2 separate regions of the Zea mays genome follow, and region 1 is linked to region 2. A link is a contact called in public Hi-C data. All regions are on one chromosome and are shown on one strand. Each heading gives the region's core, a stretch centred on a gene start, on an enhancer-like site or on the middle of the called end of the contact. The rest is flanking DNA. Distances are from core to core; before and after follow the strand shown. Region 1 has its middle 23 kb from the start of LOC103626101. Region 2 overlaps LOC103626099 (fringe-related protein).

Region 1 (4,949 bases), core at 603-3,102, 190 kb before region 2:
CGGGATAACATGGGAGCCATGTCTCTCCATGTTGCTAGTGCGTATCTGTGTATAGCTTTCACTGTTGGCTGGACCGCTCTGGCAAGTGAATAACTGCAACAACTCATAATTCCGGCTTCCATCTCCAACCCCTTTTTCCTGCCTATATTAGCAAACGAAGGAAATGGAAGTTTTACAATTTCCTCCCTTTTTGCAGATCATGTTCTGATTGGCAGTCATCGTCGTGGTCGTGGCACAGTGAAAGCTACCTTGCACTCAGCTTCGAGGTTCGAATATTCGGACAGCTTGCCATTCTATTATTGTTATTGTTACCCTATTGAACTCAGCTTGGAGATGCAAGGGAGGAACTGTACATGTCGCCAGCGGCTGTTACTGATTGCTTAAATGGATATCTGGAAGAGTTGTAATGCCCTGCGGCTGTTACTACTCAAGTGTGTGCTTTAGGTGACGGTACCTTTTGTGAAACCACGGGGAATCTTTGCGGTAAGACCATGATAACACTGAGGAATAGCACTTTAATCTGGCCAGAAGGAAACTCACAGCTCTGCTCTGGTGGTCACACGGGCAGGACAGGATATCCTCATTTTTTGGTACGACCAAATTCTGTGAGTCTGAAACTTCAGAGGTGTCCAAGACAGCAATCACTTGGAGACCGAAGCCAATTTTTGAGCTTGGTGAATTGTTTTCAGCAGAGTCGTGGTGGGCGTTGGAGCATTGTTTTCAGCAGCCGGTCCTAAGCCTTCACTTGCTGGACAGTTGCTGCTTCAAAAGGCCAGTGTTGCGCACCATACAGCTTTTGTACAACCGCACAAGGGCAGGAATTGTGGAGGGACCAACAGTGGGCAAAGGAAAAAGGATACCACGTCGAGCCAATGACGGGTCCCGACCCGGCCTGGACAAGAACAACCTTGGAGGTTTGCTGCAGCTAGCAGCTGGGATGGTCCTCCCAGGCACACAGCGCAGAGCCAGGGCAGTGCTGTCTCTTTCCTCCCAAGAAAGAAGCTTCCAGATTTATCTGTGATTAACTTCGCTCTTGGGTGAAAGAGGAGGATGATGGGACAGGGAGGCTCTGAGTTGCTGGGAAGCTATTCATCAGTTCCTTCAGCGGCAAGCTCTAATTATTCGGCGGGCTTAGGACTTAGGAGTCACGTCTCGGCATGTGATTCGGTATCGGAGGTACGCGCGCGAGCCTTCTGGCTTAACCCTGGCGTGTGGTCCAGCGGCACAAGCCACAAGCTTCTGCTAGATTTGCTGTTCCATCTCGCAATCTTGAATGGCTCTGCTTCATATGTTACTCGCAAGCTTGAAGAGAACAAAGCCACGAAAGAAAGAATTTTTTATTTGTCGTGGTTTAGTTTAAAAAATAAACTAGTGGACGACAAATATTTATGTAGTATATGTTTAGATGGTCTCCAGCAACACGGGTGGGACCATACGTGTTTATCTGGACCATCATTGTTACCGTGGCTCACTGGCATGGAGTGTTTGAATGCATTAGATCTGATAGTTAGTGGTTAAAACTAGATGAAGATATCCAAATATCCTAGATAATAGTTTAATAATTATCTATTTTTAATAAATTAGGTAATAGTTAACTATATATTTGTTAGCTAGTTAATTTCACTATTAATTTTTTAACCAATTAGATCTAGCGCCGTCAGGGTGTGTAAAAAACGTGCCGTTTTTAGTTAATGACGTGGTATGGTCTCATGAATAGTCGAAATTGCTACTGATTGCTGTTAGAATCTGCCTTCGTAAAATTACTGGCCGGTGCGTCTAGATGCTGCCATGCACGCACGCACAAGTAATCTGTGTTGTTGTGTGACGCTGACACCACAGAACACGACACGCATAGGCATAGCTCCCGCGCCCGGTACCGGGAGGGAGCTCTCTTCTTTCTATGCCCGTGCTGGGCTGCGGTGGAAAAGCCGCAACTTTTCCGGGGTTTATTATTATATATATATGTATACATCTTTATATATATGCCGTGTGTCAGTGCAGTGTTAAGAGTTAACACATATATGTACATACAAATTAATATATTTATATTGTAGCAGATCAAAAGAAACTGTCACATCATGGTGTCGCTGTCGGGCGGCGGAGCGCAAGCCATTAAAGAAATTCAGCCTGGCACACTTACCGCCCCACATGCTTATCATTTGCGTTTGCGTCGCGACCCAATCATTTTAGCGTCACCTTTTCTTGCCCAAGGGACGATGCTCTTTTCCTCTTTACCGGCCAGTTTGTCACCCTAGGACGCATGATGCGTTCTTGATGCCATCACTATTCACTAGTACCCCTACTCCTTAGCTTCGCGCCGACATGCATATGCTGATATGTACGCGTGCATGCATGTCAGTGTTAAGGGTATTAGATTATATAGTACTTGGTTTGCTTAATTAACCCCACCGAGAAAAAAACTGAAAGTTTTAAAACAACACATTATGGCCTTGTTTTGGATTAATTGGCTTCTGCTCCAATTTTGGGCGTCAGAATCAATCCTAGCCGCCAAACGCTTTGCTTCTTAGTCTGATTCTCTTAGAATCGCTTCAGTGGAAATAACCTAAATCAATGTGAATGCAGAATCCATCGAGTCGTCGTGACATGAGGATTGTGTCGTTTTCACGTCTCAATACTCTGCAGACACCTTCATCTTCCTCCGCAAGCAATCCCCGTTGCTGGGGACTTGTTCTCAAATGCTATGAATTAAGAACAAGACAACACAAAATGTTACAGGTTAAAGCCCTTCGTCCTTCGAAGCATTATTTCCCTTAAGATATAATGATCTTCAGACGAAGGTCATGAAGGACATACCTTCATCATCGCAATATACGTTAATGAAACAAGAATCATGTGAAATATAAAAGACAACATGAATAATTATGTAACATTATTAACTCATCTTTTATTATATTATCATGAATAAACATAAATAATATAGAATTACATTTGTACCTTCGGCTTGATAGAAGGAGATAATACAAGCGTGATGCACGAGCGAGTACAAATCAGCGTGAACAGTACGGGGTACTGTTTATCTATTTATAGACACAGGGCGGAGCCTGTGTGAAATTACATTTATACCCTTTATAATCGATTACAATCATGACACAAACTATCATGGGCCAATCTGTCTTTTCATCTTTAAGTCGGTGCAACCCTTCGTCTTAAGGCATGTTGTTGTGCCGAAGTTCTCTGGAAGGTAGCTACGGCGTTATTTCTGTGCTAATCTTCCGAAGGTGTTTCTTCTTACAGGACCTTCGGCTACGAAGCAGACCCCCAACAGTAGCCCCTTCGCGGTGCTAGATCGTTTTTCGTAACGAGCTTGATCCGTGAAAAATTGTCTTAGGCTTCAGAATGCCGAAGGTCTAAAAAACACCTTCCCTGAGCTCGTTGTCGAGAAACGATTAAAATAATCCGAGCGCGAGATGGTCCCACCATGCAGCGGGTACGTGCGATCTGGCGATTCATCTCTCACGCACCGTGGTCCACCGTTCAGTGGGTGCGAGTGACTGTTGAGCGGGTGCAGGCGGCTTGACGATTCACCTTCACACCTACAACACTATATAAACAGACGGGTAGGTGTGAAGTTACCACAACATTCATTGCCATTGCACTGTTGTGCTGCTGAAAAATTTAACCATAGCCGAAGTTTTCCCATCATGTTTTCAAGCAAAGCATCATTTTGATCTAGCTTCGTCATAAGAGGGAGCTTCGTCAAAAGCATAAAAATCATCAACATTCGTAAGAACTGCAAGGAATTCAACACTTGATGGCCAGAGTACGTTCAACTGCTAGGTTGACCGTGACGAAGAAGATGCTGAAACCACAGAGACTGCTCCGATCTCTGAAGTGATGAAATAATCGGGACTGGTTATGACAGAGGGGGCTACTGACGAAAGTGCACCTACTGCCGAAGCTGAACATGCTAACATCGAAGAAGATGATGCCGAAGAAGAAGAAGATTACAACACTCTCATGCCATTCAAACCCAGTCACTTGGACTTTGGAAAATATACTGTTTCTGAGGCTGACATGCCCATGATGATAAAGCTAGGCTACTTCGGAGAAGCTGAGAAGAAGCTGATTCATTTTGGCGGGGAAGAAACCACTCCGACACCGAAAAATGATGAGGTGGTAGTTTTCAGGAGTTTCTTCAGAGCGGGATTGAGGTTTCCTTTGAACAAAATGATTGGGGAAGTTTTGGAAAATTACGAAGTCTATCTTCATCAGCTGACTCCTAACGCTATCGTTAGGCTCAGCATCTTCATCTGGGCTCTCCGAAGCCAAGAAATAGACCCGAATGCTGAAGCTTTTTGCCGAGTGCACGAGCTTCATTATCAGACGAAGGCCAGAGAAGATGGTCTTCATGAGAATTTTGGTTGTTACAACTTGCTTACCACAAAGATATGAAGACTCTGATGGTTAGATATCGCACCAAGTGGCAGACTGGTTGAAAAAATGAGTGGTTTTATGTTAAAGCCGATGAGAAGAAGAGGGAGAAGCTGAAGACGTTGGTACTGAGCCCGCTGAGTTTGAGCTACGGGTTGACTAGGCCGCTGTGCCGTATGGTGCCGGGGTCACCATGCCGACAAGCTATGTCAGAATTCAGGGTGGTAGCCGAGCAGATCGGGACCAGAGATCTAGTCCAAGAATATCTGGCCTATAAGGTGTTCCCGACGCTAAGTGAATGGAACATGCCAAAGCTAAAGGGGACAAAGGAGAAGAATGAACTTGTGCGACTACCTTATAGGTTCAAATTCAAGAAACAATTTAAAGGGTCATGTCAAGAATGGTTAGAAATGATAGAAACCATGTGCAATGAAATTTTGGATAATTACACTAAAAAGAAGATCAACTGATGATCGTAGCCTTCGGCACTCGACCGAAGCGAAGGTTGAATCGGGTGATGGATGTCCTAAACTTTGAATATCCTGATTATGAGCGAT
Region 2 (5,185 bases), core at 72-2,571:
CAAATAAAAAATATGTGGAGAGCGGAAACAATCAATAAAAAATTTTGAGATCTTTTTGATGGATATTTTAAGTGTCACGAGCAACGGACTAGTATATATATATACTATACTTAAAGCAACAGTTTCAACGGTCATCCCGCGTCATCTTTTTACAAATAAACCTTCACATCTATTTCAAATTAACCCGTTGCACACCTATAGATGGCCAAACGACGGCCCGGCACGGGCCAGACGCCTCGCGGGCCACAACTCTGGCCTAGGCACGTCATATCGGCCTGCTGACTGTGCCGGGACAGTCCGTTAGCCTGTCGGCCCATTTGATTAAATCAGCGTAAAATGTTAAAAACAGTGGAGGAGGTGAAAGCTGTCTAACCAATAGAACATCATGCTCAGATATTTTTAATATTGAATATAAATTATATATATGTATATACGTTTTTTGTAAAATAAAAAATATGTAATCGTGTCGGACCGCACCAGCACTACGGCCCGAGGCTACAGCCCAAACACGACACAACGTTCTTGACTCTTGCAAGCATTAGGTCGTTTCTAAGACTACACTGACGCAATGGACTCCATGGTGTTTGAGGTTACTAAATTGAATGGAGCAACAATGATTTGTCACATGAACAGTAAAATGAACGGTTATTTGTTTGTTTTAAACGTTAGTAATTGCTACGAAGTAACATAATTTATATGGAGCGCATCCAGTTTTTATTGATGTCTGACTTTAGCAATCACTCCATATTTTGATCTATCTTTTTTATAAGTTTGAGTTCATGTGACTTATTTTAGAAACTTGAGCTCACAAATTTTCTCTTATTTGGTCTCTGTATGGTGAAATTATATCATTTTATAATCTCTGTTCGTTCAGTCAGTCGTTGTGAACTCTCTTCTAATCGCTCACTTCATTGACCGTATTGTACCAAGACATATTGAATAGAGTAAATAATAACATCAGTTAGCCAAATCAAAAAAATATTATACGGAGGGCGGAGACAATTAATAAAAAATATTAAAATCTTTTTGTAGGATAATTTATATAGATATTGTTGTAAGCCGTCGTAACGCACGGGCAACCGACTAGTATATATATATCGACGAGTGTTTGTTACCGTGTAATCCTAGTAAATATTCTTCACTAGCTAGGCGATATCGACCCAAGCAGAGAGCGTCACGGCGTGGCCGTGGCCTCTTCAGTCCTCGGTGTTTCAAACTAACGATGACAAATAAAAAAAAGAACGGAAAGATTACATGCACATAAGATGGGCAACAAAACTCCGTGGACCTGATGGGCCAGAAAGCATTCTACTAGGATGGGATTTTGGGGCCGTGGATATATCAGGCCCACAGAACGTGTTCATTTGTTCACTACTGAAAATAACAACGCAAAAAAAACTCTGGAGATTGGAGAGCATAAATATAAAGCATTGTTCCTTCCAACAGATAGCGGATGTCGTCGCTCAAAATGAGCACTCAGCCGCCCGGTCACGCATTTTCATGTACCAGAGAGGATATACATCCACATCCGCGAGCTCCTAGAGGCGTTCACTTTTTTCCATTGCACAAACGGACGTCATGGCACGGGCAATGCACATCCGCATCCACGAACCCCTCGTTAAGGGAGTTAGGTCCGTGTTCATTTAAACTCAAGCATTAGACATATCCCAATAAAGTGACTTCAACACCAGACGAATTATTATTAAAAAAATACACTAGATGAAGATACAACTTAAAGAGAAGGCCAGTTCTGTCCAGCTCGTTGAAATTTCACATCAAAGTGAAGAAATGGTTAAATTCCCCTAGAAATCGGAAAACCTTCCACCGGAGTTCGAACAGGTGTGGATGAATCTAGGACTGTTTAACTCCAAATTCTAAAGTCAATCGTTCAACTATTATACTGGATCCTGACTGAAATCCACAGCGACTCTTTGGTTAATGCTCCATTTCACATGAGAAGGCACAGGACGGGAAGGGTACGAACAATGAAGGGTTACAGGATCACAGCACTAAAACCTACGACTAACATATTACTATCCTTACCTGATTTCGCACAACTCATGGAGAATCCACGAAGGTGAGTAAACTGGTCACCAGGATGAAACCAGATAGTTAGTTCTCAGCCAACCATAGCGGCGCAGCTTTAGTCAAAGATCTCTTCACTAGGCCTCAGTCTCCAAGTATCAGACACCAACCACAGAGATTCCAAAGCGAAAATTTCCAGCCTGTCTTTTCTGCAAAGTTTCTTCTGTCAGCAACTGCTACAAAAGGCAATTTCAGAAAGTTCAAGTCGATTTGGCAAATTGTACACTTTTAGCAGATTTTCCACTTAAATCAAGACACCACACAACTTCGCTAACAGATTTGCATGTATGCAAGCACAGCATGAAACACAGACTATGGCAAACATTACGTGGAAACATGAAAGGAAAAAAAAAGGCATTTAAATGAAACAGTTAGCACCAACACATGCACACAAATCTTGGAAGATCTTGTTACAGAAGAAAATGTTTCCAAATACTTGATCTCAGTTACGTAACTAATGTTAATGCAGCATTTTGGCTTTTCCTTTGAATTTTTTCAACCAATGATGGACATTTTTTTAAAAAAAAATATTTATTTCTTTTACAAATTATAATTTGATCAAGATGGAAGTCTTTGGAAATCCCAAAATACAATAGGAAAACAAATCTTGATCTAGCAGGCATATAAGATTTCTAAAGTGGTCCTTTTATGGTTCAGATTCCATGCACTAATGTGATTGTGAACACTTTCCAGCAAACACGGTATTTGAAAAAATATACTATCTCAATATTTATCGCTCACTAGTTCATTTTTGAACTAAAACACGACAAATAAAAAACGGAGGGAGTACCTGCAGATAACAGAAAATTGACTAGCAATCTTCTAACCAAGAAACTATCTCCATGATTGGGCTTTTATGTTTTTTTTCTCTAGCTGCTTCTATAGGTTTAAACTTATAGGTGTTGAGCTTAAGAAAAGGAACCTTGTACATGCTATTCAATATTGGGGACATGCACTAAAGAAGAAGATGAACTTCAGTGCAGAACTTTCAGGTTAATAAATCATTTTTCCACTAACAGTAAAATTTATGACCAAATGATTGAAATAATATAAACATTTTCCCCAAATTCTGCCCATGAAACTTTTGATCATCAATATGACTGTTAACTAGACCCGTGATCAGCTTTGGAGGACAAACGCATGGATTCGACTAGATTCATGCAAAGCAATCATTTACTATCAGAGCAACTCCAGCAAAAAAAAAACTCAAATCAAGGCCCCTACTTTTGATTTGAGGGAACTGTCACATAATTTTTTTTCTCGAACGGGTAGAAGAGCTGCGCATCATTATATTAAGAAGGAAGAGTTAGGCCCCAAATGGACCAATACAAGAAAGCTGCCTTATTGGCCAAAAACACAAAAATATAATTTAGGATTTGGTTTTTTACATCTATTCCAGCAGCGAAAAGGCCTCAAGTTGAGACGGTGGCTTGAGTAGCACTCATGTCCTGGATTCAACTCAGCTAGGGTTAAAAAAGTTCCACCACCTATCTCACGCCAAATCACATGTCTAAGGCCTGGGCCTACTAGTGGTCGTTCTCACATAGGTTGTGGTGTTGTGTATGAGTGGGGCTGAGGTTTGGAAGTTTTCTCGACCTGCGTGAGAAAACCATCTTTTTAATGCAATACCTAGGAGTTGTCTTACCCCCCCCCCCCCAGTTTAAGTTTTTATATCGGCTTAAATAATATTTGATGAACACTGACACAAAGGGCTCGCTTGTCATTCTTTGTTCTTCCCATCCTCAGTCTCATCAGTATTTATGCGAGCAAAGGCAGAGTCACCTACCAACCACCACAGGAGGTACACTTCCATCGAGGGAGGAGACCAGACACTACCAGGAGGAGCCGTGTTGCTCCTCATCCATTCGCTCCGCTTCGCTCCTCTCCTCATCCACCCACGCTGCGCCAGCTACCGCCTACCACTCGCACCTATCTCTAAGTCTCTACCATCGCGACGGGTACCAGGCGACTCCAGGAGCCACACAGCTCCTCCACGTCCCCCACCCACCCGTGCCGCTCCTCTCTTCATCAACTCGCGTCGTGCCACTCCTCCACGCCAGCTATCGCCTACCTCATTGCCGTTGCGCCGGGCGTTGAGTTGGCCGACGAGGAGATCGAAGAGGCCTTCAACGAGGATGATGGGGCGGGTTGAGAAGGTGTTGGCTTCAAGCCTTGAACCATCGTTTGAGTGCTAGAGGGAGGATTTGGGTGGCCACCCAAATTTGAGGGCTCTAGTAAGGGCCATGCTGGAGTTGTGTTTTTGGTCTGGGCACCTATATTTAGCTATGAGGGCTCAAGTTGGGGCCATGATGGAGTTGCTCTCACAGTGACTCAGCCTCCTATAACCCTACAACAATACAATACATTAACCTAGTTTAAGACACCAGAGGAATTATAGAAGCCAAACAATTATTCTGTGAACAAAATGAATCCCTTCTCTCCAATCAGCAAGCATACTGTTATTTTATGTTACCTTCCACCTTTTTAGCAACATGCACATCTATATATCCCTTCAGAATCATATTTCGTGCAAAGGAAAAATGAGGCTTGAACTGACTCTATGGTTTAAAACAAAGAAGTTTTATCCTTCTAACTAAAAGGATTAATTAATTTGTGTAAACCCCCAAAGACCTTTGCTTCCTTCAATAGAACAAGTAGATAAGTATCACTGGCAAAGGAAAGTCAAAGAAAATTGGAAACGAAGGCATATCCTGCTCATACCAAGAGCAAGAGTCAAGTTCAAGGATTGTTATGGTAACATTGTACAAACAGAATGTCTTTGTGCAGAATCATTAAAAATAACAACACCATCTTTCAGAATTCAGAAAATCAGCAAAATAGTAAAAAAAGTTATTATGGCACTCTATTAAAGGCACATGTTGCCATAACTAATATGAGAGTCATTCATTTTGTATCATGTTGAATTAGGCAACAGAAGGAAACTGTGTAAGAAGTGTGTATAATTCTGAAAGTAAGGTATGAAAATAGAACATTAAGGACAATCATGGTCATTAAATTAACAATGTGCACATGAAATTAGCTTGGAACTCCAGTAACTAGGGTGCCTGCCTGACACAAGGCTTTTCCCAAGTAAAAATGA

The links. A called contact is a pair of places that touch in the nucleus more often than the background predicts.
Region 1: a Hi-C map of ear shows a contact between it and region 2, with 5 times the contacts expected there. The contact joins two enhancer-like sites. A contact is called at or near these places in 4 of 25 Hi-C or Micro-C datasets (bundle sheath, ear, leaf and 1 more).

What each region holds. Positions count from the first base shown.
Region 1 is chr5:23,130,979-23,135,927 of Zm-B73-REFERENCE-NAM-5.0, reverse strand. No RefSeq gene overlaps it. Among protein-coding and RNA genes, the nearest start is that of LOC103626101, 23 kb to the left of the region's middle. Within about 2 kb of position 1,852, at least 19 of the 20 cell types and tissues checked have an H3K27ac peak or open chromatin away from gene starts, as enhancers often do. A contact at or near this core is called in bundle sheath, ear, leaf and 1 more, where this site is marked.
Region 2 is chr5:22,943,972-22,949,156 of Zm-B73-REFERENCE-NAM-5.0, reverse strand. LOC103626099 (fringe-related protein) reads right to left here. Exons shown (of 4, transcript XR_552710.4): 4 at 1,677-5,185. Among protein-coding and RNA genes, the nearest start is that of LOC103626099, 6.2 kb to the right of the region's middle. Within about 2 kb of position 1,321, at least 18 of the 20 cell types and tissues checked have an H3K27ac peak or open chromatin away from gene starts, as enhancers often do. A contact at or near this core is called in bundle sheath, ear, leaf and 1 more, where this site is marked.